3 separate regions of the Mus musculus genome follow, and regions 2 and 3 are each linked to region 1. Evidence: chromatin contacts called from public Hi-C and HiChIP or PLAC-seq data. All regions are on one chromosome and are shown on one strand. The core of a region is the stretch at or near the end of the contact, and the rest is flanking DNA. Distances in the headings are between cores, read along the strand shown.

Region 1 (2,883 bases), core at 126-2,625:
ACACATAAGTTTTTTTTTTTTTTTTACTAGAGTCAAATGTTTGAATTGCTAGAATGTTGTTTTTCACATGAAGTTTTGCAGGTAGTTTTCTCATAAGCAAAATAGTGAAAAGTTGAACTGGGCTGTGATTGAAGAAGAGGGGGCATCACTAAGATCCTCTGAATTATCAGCAAAGTCATAGAATGGGAAATGTGTAGTATACTAGTAAGACATAGAATATATTATTTATTTTTGAAAGCCTTTCTTCACAAAAGTGAAGCATGAATTTTATCATTTCGTGTTACTTTTAAGCTATTTGATTATAATATATAGAATTTCTAGAACTTCTATGGCTCTATCAGGCCCATCTTCTACAGCATATGCATGTACCATGCACATGTACATATAAATGTCTCTCAGATTTCATAGTATATTTTTAGTCCTCTCTTGCCTTACTATTATACTCTTTATTATTATACTCTTTATTTCAGCTATAAGTAATTTGATTTCTGTTCCTTATATATATTTCTTTTTCTATTTCAACATTTTGAATCTTTCCTGAGATGTTTATGTCTAACATTTCTAAAACCAGCACTGAAACATCTGAGCAAACTTTCTTATAGAGAGGTTGGTACCATATCCCCAGTCTATGACAATCAGCTTATGACTTCCTTAAAAATGATAAAATATACTCTTTTAATAGTTTTCTTAAAACATGAATCCTACTTTGTTTTAAAAGTGTTTTAAAAATCTTCATAATTCTTTAGCTAAATTATATTGAATGATGATTAGAAAGTATAATGTCAGTGCTGTCAAAGCTGCTTACAAGATGGTCATTAATGATCCATGTTCTGCAATTATTCCTACTTGAAGCCCTGAGTAAGTAGCAGGAGCAGTGAATAGCCATTGTGTAAATACTAGAACAAAGGATTAAAGTTGCTGGCTTGAAATAATGAAATTAAAAATCCCATTAGAATTCATGGAACACTTTAGTATTCTTCCATTACCGAGTATATCAGACTAAATATAGGAAAAAACTAAATTTCTTTGCATCATCTGGTCAGAATAATCCTGCAGTGCATTATAGGAGAGAGGGAATGAAGTTAAACGGCCCCCTTTTACAGCAAAGACACTGAAAGCTAAGTGCCATATCCCCTAGCAAAGGGGTGATCAAAGCGCTGAACACTGATGTATCTCAGAGTTAGGACATTTCCCTTATCTGTTTCCTCATTTCCCTTTTTATTCTGTTCTGTGTTCTGGTTTAGCGTGAGGTTCATGGAAGAAAAGAAACCACAAAAGGATGACTCAGAATTTCCAGTATCTCTAATGCACAGGCTCGCCTAGCTGCAGTTTCATCAGGGTAGGCTGCTGTTGCCTAATCAGCCTCAGTGGAGTCAGGGTGGGAGAGCACTGTGGCTTTGCTCACGTCACCCACTGTCCATCAGTGCCATGTACTGCCGACTCAATTTGACAAATCATAAATCCTGCAAAATACCAAGCTACTAGGGGTGAATATGGTATTATACCTTTCTTTGTAACAATATTCCCTTTTGATTAAGAAATTATTCATACTAACTTAAAGCTGATAACACTTTGACATTTTAAAGTCACTTTAAAGAGATTACATGGATGTAACAGATTTGCCAACCACTTGATGTTTTTATTAAGTTTAGCCCTCTGTTGAAATGTGACTAGATTGCCCAATATGGGAAATTAATAATAGTTTTGATCTCAAGAACTAAAGTCTTTTTCTTGTCATTTTTGAAGTGAGATGATCATACAAGTACTTAATCATGAATAAATATTAATATGATGAAAAGTTCTAGTTTTGAATAGTTACAAACTTTCCTCCTTGTTGAAGCTTATGAACAGTTATGCATGGATATAAATTAGTCCTAGTAGTTAAGTATCATAATAGGACTTGATTCAGGCCTTTGGTTTCTACTCACTGGGAACTTGGAACTAAGAGGAGAGAATGCACTGTACCCATGAAGGATAAAGTTGATAGTTTGTATTTTTTTCCTTCTCCTTCTTCTGAATGATCAAGAACTTATTCCATAAAGCACTCCCCTTCGGAGCTTCTGTAAAAGGTTTCCTTGATTCCCTGACACGAAGTGGAGGCTGCCCTTAAAGGTGAGCACTCCTTTAGACACGTTCCTGCGCACCAGCCCTCTTTGTGTGTTCATTCAGAAAATACAGTTCTGAAATTCCTTAAGTGATTAATACAAACATTTTCTCTTTTAAAAAGTTAATGTCATGGAAGGTCTCAGTGTAGACATTGTAATAGTGAAGCTTCACATAAAATTGGAGAGTATAAGGCAAAGAATATGCAGCAGAAAGCTTGGTCAGAACAGCAGAGCTGATAATGCCCTGTGCTCCCTGGCCCCCTGTGTCTACTTCTGCTTGGCTGTATGATGACAGTGGTAAAGCATTAAAGCAGGCTTCCTGGACTACTAGGAAGGCAACACAAAGATAACACAGATATTATAACTCTGCTGAGCAAGAAGAGACTAGTTCATAAGCAACAACAATAATATAAATATCGAACAGAGATGATTTTTGTAAACAAAAATGCTACAGTATACTATAAGCCCCATCAGCAAGGAATTTTACAATAGTTTTGTTTAGTTAGACACTCCTCAAGAAAATGGATGAGAAAATTACACTTTGTACTAAAGCCAAATTATGAAGGATCCTTCACTGCCGAAGACACAGAGTAATGAAATTTACTTTAATATTCTTTGGTAAAGTTGGGCAAACTTCTGTAGAGTAACTGACTTGGAGAACAAAATCATTTCTATTTAGCTAAAGTTAGGTTAGGAATACTACACAATTTTACCAAATTATAAAACTACATATTTTCTATTTTCTATTTCTATCTGTGATCTCATTAAAGGACATCCA
Region 2 (2,883 bases), core at 254-2,753, 910 kb after region 1:
CTATATGCACTACATTATACACATGCATTGCATATATGCCAAAAAAACTAAAGTATATTCCAGATATATTCAAATTATATCCATTTCCAGTCAGCAGATTGGTGTAAGTTTGTTATGAAATACAACCAAGGACAATCTTTTCTCCTTTCAATGTATTTCTGTAGATTTCTATGGAATGATTTTTAATCTAGTTCAAACTCATTTTGACAGAAATATTTTATAGAGAGAAACAAAACTCTACTATAAAAATAAGATACATTGCTGTGTGCATCCATTATACTCAGAATCCATGTCCTCCCATCAAAATCATGTCATTTGTTCTTATCTATGTCCCAGAACTTCACTTCCATCTCCCAAACATATTCGTATTTTGTTTTAGTTTATACATGTTCTCATGTTGCTCCAGTTACTATTCCTTTATACCCGACCACTTCATTCTTTGGACATTATCGCTTGACAATTTACTGTGAGTTTATTCTGCTTTAGAGTGAACTTTGATTTTACCTCTGGCTGAGTCTCAAGTCTATGGCTTCCCCACCCACTCCTGTGCAAAGGGCACTAAAGGCATATCAGGGAATCTAATTTTAAAGTTAGATGCCTTCAAATGGCTTAGCTCTAGTGTGAAAATAGGAATGTGATCATTTTAAGCTATAGTAATATAAAGTATATATAATAAAATAGGAACTTGATGCTTTGATTAAACAGGAAAAGTGACTCATACGTATAGAGCTGAAATTATATATATCATATATATGATAAAATAATTATTTATATATATATAAAGATAGGAGAACAAAATCAGAGCTTGGCCTTTGGTGTGTGGCAGAGACACCATGGAGGATGAGAAGGCTATGGTTTCCTTCTGGCTTTTTATTTTAGTTTTGGTGTTGGTGTTGGTTTTGGTTTTGGTTTTGGTTTTGGTTTTGGTTTTGGTTTTGGTTTTGGTTTTGGTTTTGGTTTTGGTTTTGGTTTTGGTTTTGGTTTTGGTTTTGGTTTTGGTTTTGGTTTTTCTCCAGAGCAAAGAAAACTTCCTTGGTCTTGGGGAGCTTAATTCGGAGGGGAGCTCGTGGTGCAGGACAAGCAATGATGACCAGAGCCACCCTATAGTTTTCAAATGTGTTATCTCACATCTAGGAAGAATAAGGACACATGGGCAAAGACCAAACAGAACGAATGTTGATTTATTAAGAAAAAGTGAAAAAGAGCTCCTGACAATTCCACTTCTGAGTGGAGTTCCAGGGGAGGAACACTGATACACCGCCCTGCACGGTGGCCTTTTATAGGTCTTATGATTGGTCTAAGGTGATGTTTATTAAGACTGGTCTCATCTAGGGTCAAAGCTAGGGTCATCGCAGGTCAATCAGAAATGGGTCCATATACCTCGGCCTCACTGTAGAAGTGACTACATGTCATTTGTCCCAGCAAGGGAGTGGTCATTATGCTTCACCACTTATGATTCAATGGACCCCGCCCTTACTGCCTAAAGGGAACTTACTCTTGTCTCACTATGACTAATGCCAGGCAGAACTATATTCCACTAGCCAGGCATGTAATCCTAGGATCATGTCACCTCTCCTAATCCACGGCCTCAAGATAGAAGCAGACATTGTTTCCTAACTTCAGAACCCCCAACTCCTCTGACCTCACTCTCCATCCCCAGTGGAAAGAGCCTTCTTCAGTCTAAGTCCAAAATCCACAGGTCAGACAATGGAGCTAAAATTTTCCTCCAGTATTCGGAGGAAGAAAGGTAATGGAAGCAAAAGGAAAAACATAGTCAGCTGCTGTCCCAGACAAAGTTTTCAGGCAAAGAAAGTGATGACTTAGTCATAAAAGTTCCAGAAAGAAAATTTTCCACACACACACACACACAAAGCAGTGACGGCACAGAATATTTTAAATGGTGAAAATAGTGACCGGGGATTCCAGGCTGATGTATCATCTGCCTGACATTCCTGTGACCCAGTGAGTCAGTCATTCCTGTCAGTACAGAGTTTAAGTCTCCTTGTGTGGGAGAACACAAAGGGGAGAGCTTTGACTGACATAGCTTTCCCCACAGCTTCCCCCAGGACAGCCTAGCTTCTCAAGCCCTCTTCTGCTTCAGTCTCCACAGCGTGGACAGCCTGTGCACACTGCCCTGAAGTGAGAAGTGCCATTTACCAAAGGAAGGTTCCTAGGTTAGATCCTCACATCCGGCCCATGCAGCAGCACGGTGATACACATGTCAGAAGAAGAGGCAAGGAAAAAAACAGCTCAAAAAAGCCCAAAATATCATGAGAGATAAATGGCGGCGATAGTGAGTAAATGCCCTACGGGCATGCGCAGTCAATAAAACACCACTAGCACGGCAGAAAGATCCCAGCTGGAGAAGATCAGAGGTGAAAGGCCTTCAATTTATTGAGAACTGGGGCAACGGGAACTTCCCAAAAGAAGGAATGGTTCATAGCTTGGCAGACAACAAGAAGGCTGAGGGAGGCAAGAAGGTACTTAGAGGGAGCTCAGGAGAGAGAAGGCCTAACCCAAAGATGACCACACACTCAGACAAATGTAGTTCCCTGGAGAGACTGGCCTTCGAAAGAGATCCAACACAGAGAGCTCCGATGAAGCTAAAATGAGGTGATGTCTATCTAATGCATGATGTTTCAAGAGAACAAGGTCACAAGAGGTTCCAGTAACCAAGAGGGGGGGAAAAATCTGAAAGACAGACATGGTCAGCTGCAGATAAATTCTGTAAGAGCTTTCCAAAATGAGCCGAAGAGAAAGGCCATTCAATCAAGGAAGAAATATCTGTTTATTTTCACGGACGATTATAGGCTTAAAAAGCAATCTTGGAGATTTTTAGCCTTAAATAGATAAATAGCATACTATTTTCTAGTCAACCACCAA
Region 3 (2,883 bases), core at 233-2,732, 630 kb after region 1:
TATTCTTCTAGTTGTGTCTGGGAGGTCAGTTCTGGATGAAATTAACATTTGGATCTGTAGACCCCCAAAAGCAATAAAGCAGTCTTCAGAGAAGATTCATCTGGCCTACTGAAAGCCTGGATGAATAGGTGAGCAAAAAGAACTCCAGAGCTCCATCTGTAAGCTGCAGCATCAGTTGCGTCTCTTAGACTCTGACTCAGACATGATATTATATCCTGAGCTCTCATGGGTTTTAGGGCTTTACACTCAGATGTGAAACCACGTCACTGTCTCCAGTCTGCAGACTCTAGGTTTGTTTGTTTTTTGTTTTGATTTTGTTTTTGTCCATTTATAAGAAAATGTCTTCCTTGGAAGCCCACGCTATTTTCAAAGTTTTGGTAATCCTCTTGCCTTGGCTTCCCAAATGCACAGATTACTGAAATGTGGCATTACATTTGTCTTTAACTACAGATCTGAAACCTCTCAGACTGCAGAATTGCACGCAACAAGCCTCTTTGACAAATCGACTGCTATGTATATCTTGTTGTCTCCATGTCTGTGGAGAAGCTGGACTAGCACAGAACATATGGAAAATAGGATAATCTTCTACATAGATATTTTCAAAGAATAGCAAGAAGCCAGTTGTGGCTATCAACCAATGTTTTAACAATACATATGCTCAGTGTTCAGATTGGAAATTTTATGTGACTTTCTACTACATCCTAAACTCCTTGGGAGGGCTGAGGAGTCTGAGGTGGTATGGGGCAAGTCCAGGAGGAAGAATATTAACCTTGTTCCTAAGACAGTCCACTTTATACAGCTTATATTCTCAAGTCCTTTAGTGCTTGATGACCACACTGAAGAAAATGAAATAAAAGCAGGATATCAGATGCAAACTAGCATTATGTATCTGACTTGCACCGCAGTGACAATGTCTACTGTATTTTCTATTCCTGTACAGAAGATGTTACTGGTCAAGAAATACCCCTTTTCTAATATTAATTTAGTCTGATAGTATTAATTTCTGATAACATATTAATTAATTCATTCAAGTTAATAACGACATGTTATTCACTATTTTCATTGCCTTTTGTTGGTTTACTTTTCCTTAAGCTTTACTTAAAGTGGCGCTGTCCTTACATGTTCCAAGCACAGAGTAAAATAGATGTATCACACAAACTACAATCTCTGTTGCTTGCTCCGTAGAGTGCCACAATTTTTTTCAACTGTAGGCTTCTATTTCTATAATGCTTATATCAGACACAAGGGAGCAAATTCTTGTTCTTGGGTGGGGGGCAGGGGTTGAATAAAGGTCTAGGTTAGCCTGCCCTCTAGTGTGGCTTACTGATTTCTGGGGAGAGAAAAAAAATGCAGCATGTCCTAGAAGCTGATTGTGCAATTCTGTTGGGTTGGCAACCTGCCATCAGCACCAGAACACTGCACAACTTCCTCCTCTTTGGGAGCTACAGGCTTCAAGCATTAGGTCACATTTGTAACCCAGTTTTGAGCAGAAACACACTCTAGACACACCCTATGCCTGCCTAAGCCAGTGTCACATGGTTATCCTTGACTGTGGCTTTTGTCATTTCCTCCCATTTAATGATAACACACAATGAAACTAAATAAAGGGACAGACTTCTTACTACAGGAACTCGGGGATTTACAGAGTGCTTCTGAGGGGAATTTGGTCTCAGAAATGGTACTGGTTTAGGCTGATCTCTCTGAAGCAGTCTGCCTATGTGTCTCCTTGGCTGGCCCTTCTGAATGTGAGGCTACAGCCAAATGGCTCTGAGGCTGCACTCCAGGATCCATGTTACCACACCAGAAGCATCTTTGAGATTTGGTTTTACTTCTTCGTTCAAATTCTGCTCAAAATTAAACTGCCTTGGAGGATAGTGTTTAAAATTTTTTGATTTATATTTAGCTACACAAAATGAGCTCCCTTTAAAAAATGAAAAACTAATTGCTATATTTGCTTAAACCTAGAAGTGCCCTGGTTATAGATCAACTCTGAAGTTATTTTAAACATGTTACTGCAATGCTAAATTTCAAACGCTTTTTCAGGATTTTGTGCATATGTTCAGTTGGGATGCTCAGAATTCCTGGCTGATGGGAATTTAACCAGTGCCTGCCTGTTCTTCCTAACCCACATACATAACATACATAACATACATGTTCTGGACTCATTTGTCTAAGAAGTGAGAGTCTTCCATTTTTAAGCACTCATAATTTAAAGAAAGTCTAGATGTTAGCCTTTACAATAATAACAAATAGAGCAATAATCTTTAAAACCACCCATAGATGTAAAATATTTTGTATGTATGTATGTGTGTGCATATATATATATTCTACAAAATATGCCTTCTTTCTGTTCTCAAATCATTAGTCTACTAAGGCTGCATGCAAGGACTAAAGTGACATAACAGCCTCTGGAGAGCACCACCATTCATCTTGGGCATCGGCATTTCCTTAAGATGAGTTCTGTCATAGTAGGCATATGGATATAATTGTGTTGTCCATTTCTTCTTGTCTGGCAGTAATACAACCAAAGCAAATATAAAGACTTGAGGGTTTAAGAATCACAATCAGATGAGTGGAAAGGAATTGAAGAGAGACAACACAAAGCAACAGACTCCTAGGCGACAAGATATACCTGTATGGCAGTTGTCCTCCATTCTGGAGCCTTCATTGTGTCATTTGTGATAAGCATGGCATGGACCAAGTGTAATCAGAGGTATCTGATTTTCATCCCCAAACTGCCTGTTCTAATTGTATCTGTCCCATTCTCACCACATCTGTGTGTTTCCATATATTTTAGATACAAAATATAACAGATTAAAGTTTGCCAGTGCAGGCACAATGTTACCCAAACACCATGTTCTCACTGGCTCTGGTTCCCATTCT

Evidence for each region. A called contact is a pair of places that touch in the nucleus more often than the background predicts. HiChIP or PLAC-seq counts read pairs in DNA pulled down with a chosen protein or histone mark.
Region 2: an H3K27ac HiChIP or PLAC-seq map of the NIH/3T3 cell line shows a contact between it and region 1, with 5 times the contacts expected there. The contact joins two enhancer-like sites. A contact is called at or near these places in 1 of 484 Hi-C or Micro-C datasets (bone marrow-derived macrophages) and 1 of 115 datasets of contacts at active chromatin or transcription factors (the NIH/3T3 cell line).
Region 3: a contact with region 1 is called in a Hi-C map of bone marrow-derived macrophages, with 13 read pairs. The contact joins two enhancer-like sites. A contact is called at or near these places in 1 of 15 datasets of contacts at CTCF or cohesin (the NIH/3T3 cell line) and 6 of 484 Hi-C or Micro-C datasets (bone marrow-derived macrophages, embryonic fibroblasts, granulocyte-monocyte progenitors and 2 more).

Annotation. Positions count from the first base shown.
Region 1 is chr13:89,887,971-89,890,853 of GRCm38.p6, forward strand. The region is part of intron 7 of Xrcc4 (X-ray repair complementing defective repair in Chinese hamster cells 4); the gene reads right to left. Among named protein-coding and RNA genes, the nearest start is that of Vcan, 150 kb to the left of the region's middle. Within about 2 kb of position 1,376, at least 95 of the 459 cell types and tissues checked have an H3K27ac peak or open chromatin away from gene starts, as enhancers often do. A contact at or near this core is called in the NIH/3T3 cell line and bone marrow-derived macrophages, where this site is marked.
Region 2 is chr13:90,795,503-90,798,385 of GRCm38.p6, forward strand. No RefSeq gene overlaps it. Among named protein-coding and RNA genes, the nearest start is that of Atp6ap1l, 110 kb to the right of the region's middle. Within about 2 kb of position 1,504, at least 54 of the 459 cell types and tissues checked have an H3K27ac peak or open chromatin away from gene starts, as enhancers often do. A contact at or near this core is called in the NIH/3T3 cell line, where this site is marked.
Region 3 is chr13:90,514,614-90,517,496 of GRCm38.p6, forward strand. All of the region lies in intron 1 of Gm35111 (a long non-coding RNA gene), which reads right to left. Among named protein-coding and RNA genes, the nearest start is that of Gm35111, 33 kb to the right of the region's middle. Within about 2 kb of position 1,483, at least 184 of the 459 cell types and tissues checked have an H3K27ac peak or open chromatin away from gene starts, as enhancers often do. A contact at or near this core is called in the NIH/3T3 cell line and bone marrow-derived macrophages, where this site is marked.